Linked DNA regions of Gossypium hirsutum: all the other regions are linked to region 1. The links are chromatin contacts, called in public Hi-C maps. All regions are on one chromosome and are shown on one strand. The core of a region is the stretch at or near the end of the contact, and the rest is flanking DNA. Distances in the headings are between cores, read along the strand shown. Region 1 has its middle 29 kb from the start of TRNAR-ACG. Region 2 holds the start of LOC107903550. Region 3 has its middle 6.8 kb from the start of LOC107903540.

Evidence for each region. A called contact is a pair of places that touch in the nucleus more often than the background predicts.
Region 2: a contact with region 1 is called in a Hi-C map of leaf, with 2.5 times the contacts expected there. The contact joins the promoter of LOC107903550 here to the enhancer-like site in region 1. A contact is called at or near these places in 7 of 34 Hi-C or Micro-C datasets (anther, callus, hypocotyl and 2 more).
Region 3: a contact with region 1 is called in a Hi-C map of hypocotyl, with 1.8 times the contacts expected there. The contact joins two enhancer-like sites. A contact is called at or near these places in 8 of 34 Hi-C or Micro-C datasets (callus, hypocotyl, leaf and 1 more).

Annotation. Positions count from the first base shown.
Region 1 is chrD05:61,267,720-61,271,689 of Gossypium_hirsutum_v2.1, reverse strand. No RefSeq gene overlaps it. Among protein-coding and RNA genes, the nearest start is that of TRNAR-ACG, 29 kb to the left of the region's middle. Within about 2 kb of position 2,494, at least 4 of the 9 cell types and tissues checked have an H3K27ac peak or open chromatin away from gene starts, as enhancers often do. A contact at or near this core is called in hypocotyl and leaf, where this site is marked.
Region 2 is chrD05:61,075,800-61,080,289 of Gossypium_hirsutum_v2.1, reverse strand. LOC107903550 reads left to right here and starts at 2,972. Exons shown (of 3, transcript XM_016829631.2): 1 at 2,972-3,265. The coding sequence starts at 3,176.
Region 3 is chrD05:61,458,740-61,462,979 of Gossypium_hirsutum_v2.1, reverse strand. No RefSeq gene overlaps it. Among protein-coding and RNA genes, the nearest start is that of LOC107903540, 6.8 kb to the right of the region's middle. Within about 2 kb of position 1,754, at least 3 of the 9 cell types and tissues checked have an H3K27ac peak or open chromatin away from gene starts, as enhancers often do. A contact at or near this core is called in hypocotyl and leaf, where this site is marked.

The DNA of each region.
Region 1 (3,970 bases), core at 1,245-3,744:
CCTTAGTAACAATTTTTTTAAAAAAATGAATAAAGCCCTTTTAAAATTTAAAAATCATTTAAAATTCATAAAATTATAAAAAAATTATAAAAATTTTATTAAAAAAAATACAAATCCATTAAAATCTATTCGTTATAAGATTTTAAAAAATTTTACCCCTACTCTTTTATTGGGTTGGTGTTGTTATTTTTAATAAAAAATTAAAAATAAACCTTTAATGTCTAATGACACACTGTAAATAGCTGAACCAACAACAAATTATCACTCCCAATCAACAAGTTCTTATATCCCTCCTCCCAAGCAGTACAAAGACCATCATAAATTGCCTATAGTTCCACCTGCAACTCTATACTAACTCCAATAAATCGAGTATACCTCATGAGCCAACAGTTAGCCCAATCATTGAGGACACCTTTGGCTGAAGCAACACCACTTAAAATATCCACAGCCCTATCACAATTTACTTTGATACAGACTAAAACCGGTGGTATCCAACCAATCTCAGCTAAATGCCAACCCCTTCCGAGTCTGATCTCCCAAACCCACAGCTATTATACTCTTTGCCCACCCATGACAAGCTCTTCTTGACAGCATCACCAAAACAACCCAAACCATTAGCAAAAACACACTAGTTCTGTCACTTCCATAAATGCCACAAGACAACACTAAGGCTTAAGGTGAGTTTGGATGTATGGTGTGTTTACCTGCGATTAGTGTAAAAACAACGGGAGTGGTGAGATTAGATACTGTAGTGATACTGTAATGTGAGACAAAAAGTAAACTAAACGCACCGTACTGTCCATCCAAACCCACACTTAGTTTAGTGTTGTTTCTCAAAAGTGCTTTTGGGCGAAAAAATAGTTTTGAACAAAAGCTAAAATTTTATGCTTTTGATTTTGGCTAAAAAAGTGCTTTTGCAAAGCATTTTTTTTCCCAAAAAGTAATTTTGAAAAGCTCAAAAGCATCTTGTTTAGCAATACTTTTATCTCAAAAGTGCATTTTGTCCTAAAAGTGTTGTTTAGAAGCAATGCTAAATTGGCCCTAAACAACACATACCAACTAACTCTTGCCACGACAATGTCCTGGAAGTGACATAAATTTCAAATAATCCAGTCTTGCAAAGGTATCAAAAAGAAATCTTGAACCACTTGACAAGGTAAATACTCTGCCACGTCCCAACCACAATAGGACAATCACGTAAAACATAAGGTATCGAAAAGAAGTCTTGAACCACTTGACAAGGTAAATACTCTACCACGTCCCAACCACAATAGGACAATCACGTAAAACATGAATGTTAGCCTCTTCACCACCCCACACAGACAACAACTTGGGTCATCAGCCATACCACGCCTCACCCATTCAACATTTATTAGCAACATCCCCCTTACCATAAGCCATAGAAAATGTCGTAGCCTTTGCGTCCTTACAACAACCATAAAACCCTCTAAATAGGATCCCTCAAACCTCATAATTTCCGAGTAAGTTACTTATACGTCTCAACCACCATAAACTTCCTCATCGATTACTATCACCAGCAAATGATATCTGGCTTTGCACCAAGAGGAGGCCGAACCCCCAACCATGCGCAAAATAGCCTCTTAGGATAGCATGAGATCCAACCGTCCCTAATCCCATTCTTCGCTAGCACACACCATAACCTTATCGCCTGCAACCACTACATCACGATAGTGATGGACTAGAGGCCCCAAATCCTCAATCCAAGTATCAAACCACAATAGTATCGACCTACCATCACCAATAGAACAACAAATAATTTTTTGTACGTGCTGCCAAACATATGCTAACGATTTCCAAACAAAAGACGAGTATGACTTATAAAATACTCAATGTGCATCCCTCCCGGAAATTATATTTGCACCTTAAAATAAGTACCCAATATAAATCTGGACTAGTGAGCAACTTAAACCCCAAGTTCAACAGGAAGTTTTTATTTTTGAGCATAATTTTGCTAAACAGATGACTATGGGAAGGGTTTATTTCATTTGAAAGCATTTTTGCAGAAGTGGCTCCTTGAATTCTAATGTAAGATAGCATATATCATTATTCAGGACGAGTACTGAATTAAGTTGGGGGTGTGATAACTCTGAAATATATAAACATTTACAACACTTTCTGACAAGTAATTCATGCAAATTCTAAGTGTTTTGACAACAATTTGTGGTTTTACTATAAATTTGTAAAGTAGGATAAAATTAAAAACAATTTAATGATTACCTATTACATGCTAATTTTACTTTTTTTTCCAAGTTGACACAGTTTGATGCATTAGAAGAAAAGACAATCTTGAAGCTCACCTTTTGGATGTCCAATGCTGTAGCATTACCATCGCATGAGTCATAAAGAAGAGGGTTGATTCATGATTAGCTTCGGATGCCCAATTAAAGAAATATTGGGCCTTGAAAAGTCTTTTGACCTAGCTTAAGAATTGGGTCAACAAATGGACAGCCTACTAAGAAGATAGGAGTCCAAATCGTCCACTAAGGAGGAGAAGGCCCAACCGTCCATAAAGTTGCCCAAGCTAGCCACCCAAGACTTGATAGAATATCTAAAATCAACCATAAAAATTCTCCATGTGACTGTTCAACTCCCCTCCTCATTTGAAGTTTCTCTCCCATGAATCAAGCATGAAACTAGCTAAAAATAACAAAGTCATCCACCCTCTTTCCTTGAAAGAAGGGTCGGCCATAGGGAGAAAGAATTTGTAACATCCTAAAACCTGGCCCAGACGTTTCGACCGAATTTTTGAGGTCACATTAGCCACCGAAAAGGCTCAAAACAGAACACTGTTTTAAGTACAACATTCTTTTCAAAAATGCAACTTACTAAACCGAAAATGAATTTTGCCAAAATTCTTTGCACACGATAAACTTATTTTCGCTTAAAACTTTCTTAGAACCTATTTCATATTTAATGAATGAAATTTTTTACAACCAAAATAGGTTTGAAAATTTTGATAACCGAACTTAAAATCATAAATTTACATTGGAAAAATAAATTATTTATCTTGTTGAAAAATTGTGTTCAGTTACTAAAGCTTATGCATGGCATCACATGTTTAATTCAAAAACCATAAACTCAAAACTTAATGAAAGTCCGAAATTCAAAACTCATACAACAATCCTATGAAATTTAATTACAGTTCCAATGAAAACATATTATCAAACTTTATAAAAATTTAATCTAAAACTCCAATCAAAACTAGAAATTCATAGACCCTCATTTTGCTGATTCCGACATCTAACCTCACGAGTTACATGAGAAGGAAACTAAAAGGGGGTGAGCTAAACAAGCTCATTCTGATTTCGAAACAAATACAGAAGGCAAATGATGAAGTAGTAAATCGAAAATTATAGATATAAATATACAGACAACATACAGAAATCTTGAACTGGTAATCAGATATATGAAAAGTTTTCACTAACAATCAAAACACAATTACATTATTACAAATTCACATGATACTAATTCACAACAATCATACAATCAAACATAAACTCAGAAGCGAACAAACATAAATCCTAGTTAGTGAATTTCGGAGAGATGAACAATAAACACAATACCTTATAGGTAAAAGCACCACAAATTTCATGTATTATATTCTAGATTGTATATTAGTTTTTTTATTCAAAACATAGGTAAATTAGCTCTTTTACGTTAGATGAGTAAGCAAAACAATCCTATGTTAAAATTTGGTATTTATATATAAGGTATAATAACAAATTTGGCCCTTAATATTTTTATATTTATTCAATTTGACCCTTACTATTTTATTAGAAGTAAATTAGAAATTTTTGAAACTACTAAGACTAAAGGATCAAAATTGCCTTAGTAACAATTTTAAAAAAAATGAATAAAGCCCTTTTAAAATTTAAAAATCATTTAAAATTCATAAAATTATAAAAAAATTATAAATATTTTATTAAAAAAATACAAACCCATTAAAATC
Region 2 (4,490 bases), core at 1,723-4,222, 190 kb after region 1:
ACTCTATTTTAATTTAATCAACTATTCTCATTTAATAACTCTATTTTAATTTAATAAACTATTCTCATTTAATAACTCTATTTTAATTTAAACGAGAATAGTTTATTAAATTAAAATAGAGTTATTAAATAAAAAAATGAGTTGAAGTGGAATAAAAAGAAAATAATAAATACGGAAGGCTTAGAAGGAAATTAGCCACATTTCAATTTTAGTGCGCACAGCAGCAGCAATTCACTTTTAAAATTCAAAATGGTAAATTTGCATGTTAGATCCTTAAAACTGCAAATGGTCACTTAATTAGAATTCTCTCATTTAATAACTCTATTTTAATTTTAAAAAATTAAGTATTACTTAATAGTTTATTAAATTAAAATAGAGTTATTAAATGAGAATATTTTATTAAATTAAAATAGAGTTATTAAATAAAAAAATGAGTTGAAGGGGAATAAATAGAAAATAATAAATAAGGAGGGCTTAGAAGGCAATTAGCCCAATTTTAGTCCTTTGGCACCATTGGTGCCGGCAATCACTTTGGCACGTTTTTGCAGGTTTTTTTATTTTTTTTATATATTTTCGTAAATAATAAAAAAAAGTAATATTTTGGTAAATAAAAAAAATTATAATATTTTGGTTAATTTTTATTTTTTTTATAATATTTTTATAAAAAAAAACCCATATTTAAGCTTAAACTTAAGAATTTTTAAGGAAATATCATAAATTAATTTAGGCAAAAAAATAGACTTAATGTAGGAACAATTGTTAAGTTTAAAAATTAACACAAATAAAAAAAATTAAATTTCAATACGAGAATAATTACTAAATTTAGAAATTAATTTTTAAAAAATTTAATTGTAATATAGTATGAAATAATAACTTAATTAAAAATCAAATAATAAATTGTTTAACAATTCACGGTGACAAAAGAGCTTGACCTTTTTTTTTCTTGACAAAAGTCAAGACATTACATTTTCTCAGCGGCCTAACACATGTTAACGATCCAACGTGGCAAAAGCTTATTGGTTAGATGGTATAGAATGATTACCTGTATCCAGACTGTATTCAGTGCCAACGAAAGGAAGCCTTTTTTCTGTAGTTTCTAATGACAAATTTAATTTCGTCGGCAGCGATACGCAATCTCCATTCGTCGTCGTTTTAGTCACGTGGTAGATCTAAAACTTTAAAGGGGAAATATTTTTGTTTTCACGTGTCCAACAAACGAAAGGTTGATTTATGAGTTGTTGCCTTTGCGTGGTGAAAGCAATTAGTTCTCTTCACCGACACTCTCTTCCCCATCAATTTTGTCATTTTATTACGATGAAGACAATATTAAATATACAATCAATACTGTCTATAATATTAATTAATTAATTTTTTATATCCATTTAAATTTAATGTAATTTACACATAAAATATTTTCATTTATATACATAAAACTTTAATATTTATTTTAAAAAATAAATATATTAATTTATTATTCATTGGGTCTTAACTTAGTTAATATTCACATTATTGTCAGCATAAGAGAACGTAAGTTTGAACACGTTAAAGTATATTTGTGTTCTCCTTTCTATATTTTGTAAAATAAAAATGGGTAAATTGTACTCAAAAGTCACTAAATTATTAGTAAATTTATATTCTGGTTATTTAATTTCAACAAGTTTTCATTTAGGTCGTTGGATTGTAAAATTGTTATATGACATTCTCTATTCGCACTACTTACACAAATCAAAAGCTCTCTAATTCCCCTTCTCTTTTACAGTTAAATTTTTTCATTAAATAGTTTTGAATGTTACAAATTTGTGAGCCAAAATCTAAATCTGATCTCTGATACTAACCACTAGGTCGACTTAGATTTAAGATATGATATTCTATTCACCAATGAGTACTGATTCACTGTATTGATAGTCGAATAATCGATTGGAGCTTGCTAAGTGAACTTTAAAAAAAAACTTAACAGCCTAGTGACTTAAATAATTTTTTTTGAATAGTTTAATAATTATTTTGTAACTTTTTAAAATTAAATTATTAAAACGTAAATTCATTAAATATTTGGAATGAGAAAAGAAGTTTTCTAATTTAATTTAAAATTGAAAACAAAAACGGAAATTGACATTACAAAACGTACTTTTATTTTAGTGGGTATCAATTCTTTATCATGAACAATGGAATCACCCTTTCCGTTTCGTGCAATACAAGCTGTAGATGTTGGTACCGCATGCTGTAAAATGTTGTACGCCCAGGGCTTCCAAAAAGGGCAGTTAATTATAGCGGGTATTTATTCCCTTTCTCGAACCCTCCTAAAATGCCCCTTCCAACTGCATTTGCTTTCCCAATAAGCATCCCTTCAGTAATTTACAATCTATTTTTATTCACGTAATAATAAATTTAGTATTTTAATATTTTTTATTAATTTATTTCTTATTTTTTATATTAAACTTTATATTTAATATTTAAAAAAATTAAATTTAATCATCAACATTAAAAAATAGAATAATTATTTTTTTAACATAAACATTAATTAAAATATTAAATTTTTAAATATCGCGAGCAATTCATATTTATTTCATGTTAATTTTTTAAACTTTATTTGGTTGAATTTTTTTATGATTTTTAAATTATTTATCAATGTAATATATAAAAGACATAATATTATATTAACATGAAATACACGTGAATTATCATGTATTTTATCATACCAACATTGTTAAATGAATTAAATTTTAATCAGCATTTTCGTTAAAAAATATTTTGACATTTATTAAATGATTAATAATCTAATTCAACTAAAAAAATAAGAATCAAACTACAAAAAAAATATAAATGTTACGAACTAAATTTATTATTATAATTTTTCAAAATTTTTAAATATTTTAAAGTTATTTTTGTTCTCATTTATGAATATAATTACAATTAATATATAAAATCGAAATAAATAAATTTTTTCTTTTTTGACAAAGAGGTGAAAACCCATTTTCAAAGTTAAGGTGATGTGTCATTTTCTTATTGAAAATACATTAAAAAGAAAAAACTACATATTTTTCCTTCAAATTTAATCATTTGCCTTTGCATATTTAGCTACAAGGGGAGTTTGAGGAAGAGAAAGAACAAAGCAAAGAGAAAAATAGAAGAAGCCTTTGTTTGGGGTTCTTGAACTTAGCTTTCCATATATTCATCCATGGCTTCTAAGCTTCTTTTGATTGCTGTATTTGTTCTTGATCTCATTGCTTTTGGTTTAGCTGTTGCAGCTGAGCAAAGAAGAAGCACTGTAAGTCTGCTAACTTTCCCCTTCACTTTCTTTTATTGTTTTGGTTTACAATTAGTTCATACGATTTCTGGGTATACTGAAAGTTTGCAACCTTTTTTTTCTGGAAAACTAAGGAAAATAAAAGAAAGTGAGTTCTTTTGTTTGAAAAAAAGCGGTAAATGTTGATTTTAGCTTTCTGCGCTTTTTGTTTCATGTAAGAATTTTCTGATATTTGGAGCTTCCATCGATGTAGGGAAAGAAAAGAAACACAGTATTCAAGCTTGATCTTTTGTGTGCCTGTATATATACACATGCACATACATATATATGTATTCTCTTTCTAATCAAATAGTAACGGAAATTGATTCCATCATTTTATAATTCTGAATTGTGTATGAACTTCACCAGATCTCAGCTGAATTTCTATAAAAATAATAGATCTGAGTTTATGGTTTTGATCCTCTTTCACTAACTTAAAAAAGGTGCCTGGTCCCCTTGGTTAAATTGTTCAACTTTAACTTTAGCCGCTCCAAAATGTTATTGATTCAATTTAATCCCTTTGTTAGATTCAAAATTTACATTTTTGCTCCTCTCAAGAAGTTAAAAAATCAATTAAGCCATTTTAATACAGAGCTTTTATAAATTCTTTAGCTTTGAACCCCAAACTTTTATAAATTTACCCCATCACACTGGCTTTTCACCCCAGGGTCTAATGGAAGAACTAGTCTTTGCTAGATTTAGAAGCCAATCTGTTTCATCTTTTGAAACAATATTTTATGATCTAATCGGTGATGTTGACTAAATTATTGACAACCAAGCTTCAAGATATTGCTTTTTGTTTATTGTACCATATATGATACTTTAATATAAAGTATGATAGCTGATCTTCTAACACGTTCTAGTATTCTAATATATAATCAAAGGGTAAAAGTATCTTGAAGGCTCTTGTATTATGAGTCAGATTGTTACTTAAAAAATGGGCAAGTTAGCACTTGTGCATTAGATCAAAGAGTAAATTGGTTTTTCTGTTAAAGTTTCCATCCATTTCTACCGTTAAAAACTAGTCTTTGCACGTCAGCATGAGGTACATGTGACGTTTGCTATGTTAGTTGTTAACAATTAAAATGGATAAAAATTTCAACATGAAAGACCTATTTGCTCCTTAATCTAACGTATAGGAATTAATCTGTTTATTTTCTGAGTAGAGGAGATAAAATGCAATCTGATTCATAATATAAGGGTCTCC
Region 3 (4,240 bases), core at 505-3,004, 190 kb before region 1:
ATATTGTCCTTTCCTTTGATGTGTTTAGTGTCAAAAGAAAATTGGAAAACCATTCAGCCTACCTAAGGAGCTGAGGGTGTAAGACTGTTTTTTGTTTAAACTTGAGCGTTTGAGGGAAAGAAGACATGTCCATTTCACCAAGGAAATGATATCCTGCAAGATGAAATTCAAACTTTGAGATACCTTTTTTAACTGCCAAGATTTCCTTGAAGGTAGAATGGTAATGAATTTCGGCTTAAAAAAATCTTCCACTTTTGAATCCGCAAAGGTGTCTTTTTCCTTGTTTTTCCTCAAATAATATTACACTCCAATATTTGTCACTGGTATCTGTCTGTAGAATTCGTTTTCCATCAAAAGGAATTTAGAGTGGAGGTAAATTTTGTAACATTTCTTTCAGACGTTGTACAACTTTTGTTTGATGAGACGATCATGTTGGAGGTTCCTTCTTAAGCATATTTCTTAAAGGGTTAATATACTTAGAAACCTTAGGAATAAAGTCTCTAAGATAATTAACAATCCCTAAGAATTGTTGAACTTGTTTTTTAGACAGGTTTTCATCTGGAAACTTAAGAAGTTCTTGTGCAATATGTGGTCTTGGAGAGTATTGTCCATCTTTCAGTGTCATTCCCAGGAATTCAATTTCTAGTTTATTGATTTGCATCTTCTTTTCTGAGAGCATTATCCCATGTTTGAGAATGAGGAATTTGAATTCTTCCAGAAGTTGAACATGAAATTCTTCATTTGGACTATAAAGAAGGATGCCATCAATATAGATCAACGCATTTTCCATCAGAGGTTGGAAATTTTTTATCATTGCCTTTTGGAATAATGAAGGAGTAGTTTTTAATCCAAATGGCATGACTTTCCACTGAAAATGCTTGTTAGGAATACAAAACCCTGTTTTAAATTTGTCATCTGGGTGGATTCCTAGTTGCCAAAATCCTGCCTTGAGGTTGAATTTTGAAAATATCATTGCTTTAGCCAGACTGGAGAAAAGAGAATTTCTGTTTGGTAACGGAAATTTGTCATCTTTTAAGGAAATGGTTAAGAGGTTGGTAATTAATAACCAATCTTAACTTTCCTCTGGCTTGTTTAAATATTTTATTTACATAGAAAGCCTCACATGCTCATTGAGAATTTGATGGCTCAATTAAATCTTGTTGTTGAAGCTCTTTGCATTCTTATTCTGCTAGCAACAAATGATCTAGATTCATACCCATATGACTGGCTTTTGTTGAGTTTATGCCTTCACTTTTCTTAAATTGAAGGGTAATAAAGAATTCAAAATTTTTCCATAAAGGATTTGAACATTTAAGCTGGAATTCTGAATGAGAGTCTGCATAAGATTTTTCTTTAAGCTATTGGACAATTTGGAGAATTTTTTCTGACTAGATAGAGAAAAGTTTAGGTATGGAGACAAAAGGTTGAAACAGATTTTTGAAACATACTCCATCAAGAAGGACCCTTAAGTGTTAAGCTTTTGTGTAAAGGTCAAAACCCACTACAATATCTTTTTCTAGGAGTTTTGAACCCAATACTGTAGTTTTAACACAACCTGGAAAGAACTGAATAGTAATAGGCTTACTAATCAAGTGGGTAGCAAAAGGATGGTCTGCAGTGGAATTAAAGTACCTGACATGTGGCTTCCACCAATTTGTGGGTAAAACATTTGGGTTCATAATGGTTTCAGCTGCTCTAGTATCTATAAAGGCAATTACAGTAATGGGCTTACTATATTTGTCTAAATAGATTTTAACAGGAATACAGGGAACTGGTATCATGTTGCCATTGTCCTTTTGGGTTTGGGCTTGTAGCATATGAACATCTGAATATTCTGAATCTGAATCTGAGATTTCATCAGGATATGCAAGAATAGCACAAATAGCCCTTTCTGATGGTTCATCTTCAATGGAACAAACGGACTATATATCATCTTCTTTTTTATCTTTATTCCTGATTGTTGAATCAATTGTACAATCTTTTTTGCCCTCTTCTTATTTCTTGGAAAATCTCTTGAATAATGCCCATTTTGCTTGCAAATGTAACAACGATCAGACTTTGTTGATTCTCGCTTCTTCTTGAGATACTTCTATTGTGGCCTTTTTCTCTTCCATTTTGAAGAAGTTGTTTTCTTTGAAAAAGAATATTTCAGAAAATGTTTATTTTTCTTAGAACGGTAGACACAAGACTTGTCTTTAGGGCATTTATATTTTAAATAGGATTCATCACATGCACGATCAATCCTCTTGTCACCATGGAGATAGTCTTTGAATATTTTTCTCCTGTTGCAAATGTCTTCTAAGGTAATAAAAACTTATTGTTGGATTTCTCCAACTGTTAAATGAAGAATGTATTTATTTTGCCTTTGGAGAGCTTGATTGACTGCAACCTGGAGAGGATTCGGAAGAGATGAAAGAATTACGGGCTTTAGATTTGAATTAAGACCTAAAGCACAAAATAATCTAGTCATTATTTTAAAATGCTTTGCTAGGTCTCTTTTGCCATACGAGCAACATTTTCTTTTGTAAAACTCTCGTCGTATTGGTTGGGCAAGGTCTTGGAGGACTAAACATTGCATTTGATCTTATTGGCTAATTGAATTCCACTAATCTAGCAACATTCTAATAAACCTGGATACAAATTCCATAAGGATATTGTAATTGCTTTCTTCAGTAAGCTTACGAGTTTCAAGCCATGAGTGAAATTCTTGAATTCTATTTGGCCATTTTTCTTGTGGAATATCATCAAGAGCAAAGGTGGTTCTACCAATAGAGGTTTTTTGTGTAGGACGATTCTGTGATGAAGATAATTCTGGTGCTTCTGACATATCTTCGTCATCTGATTGTTCCACCTTTGGCTGGGTTTGTAAAACTTTTGAAATGCTTTCTTCCTTTGGTTGACATTTTGATGATGAATCTGATGATGAATTTGAATCAAACCAATCAATATTAGTGTCTGATTGTTACTCTTGGAGCTATAAAGCTGAAAATTTTAGGATCATTGAATCCTTACAATCCTTTAAAAAAGTTGTCAATGGATTTTGATTCTGGTTTTGTTGAATCATCAGAGACTTAGAAGCTTGTTTTGGAGGAGGTGATTTTGGAGGAGACTTGTCTGTTACTGGCCTTTTGCCAAGTCTAATTTCTTCTTGACAGTCTTCTTCCTTTTAGCCATTTCAGCTTCTTCAGTGGCTTTTTTCTTCTTTTTCTTTTCAGCTTCTTATTTTTTGATTTCCAGAAATATTTCATAGGTACTAGGTTTAGTCCGTTCTGGAAATTTTGGAAAGGTAATACGAAATCTTTCAGCTGGAATTGTATTTTTCTGATGAATCGAAGGAAACAACTCCACTGATTCTGATCGTGGAGATGATGCTAGGATTTTGCCAGTTTCTTAAAGCACTTTAATTTATTCTTTGAGATTTTGGATTTCTTTTTCTCTTTACGCTAAATGACAAAAGAAATCTTGTCCTGGGGCAGTTGGCTCTTTAGCCACAACATCCAATCTTTTTTGCAAAAGATTGATAAGATCTTTTACCATTTTTGTATTGTCATTAACTTTGTTTTCAACAGCTGAGATCTTTGAATCAATTCTTTTCAAGGTTTGATTCTGAGTCAAAGCATTTTCAGTCTACCAGTTAAGAGTAGCTTCTGCAGCATTTATTTTTGCAAATGCAGCAGAAATGTCAATTTGGATTTTGGAAGGGATTTCAGGTGCATAAGTATAATTCTTTTCAGTGTATTCCTCAAGAGGTGGAAATTCTTTGTCATATGATATTCCTGAAAAAGGTTGTAACATACATACGACGAGAATTGGTTTTGGTTCAGGCAAAGGATTTTTCTGAACCCATTTGTTTATCTTTTTATAACATGGTTGGGGAAAAGGTTTTGGTTTTCTTTGAGATGCAAAATTTTGTGGAGGAAGAGGTTTTGGAGTAGGAGGAGAATTGCAAAGCTTTGGAGGAGTTTCTTGGACTGGTGATGGCAATTTAGCTGAATAATCCACAAGGTAAATAAATTTACCATTGTCTTTACCAAGTGGTCCAATATTTGGATCTCCTTCCATCTATTTTTTTGTAAAATTCTGACTGAGTGGATTTTTTCTTATTCTTCTTTTTCCCCGATTTTGAAACTGAGTGATCCATACTATCAATCCATGCGCTGAACCTATCATCAGCACATAATTCACACGAACAATTCAAATCCCAAGGAAATGTCCAGTATTTTCATCTTTAAACATGTAC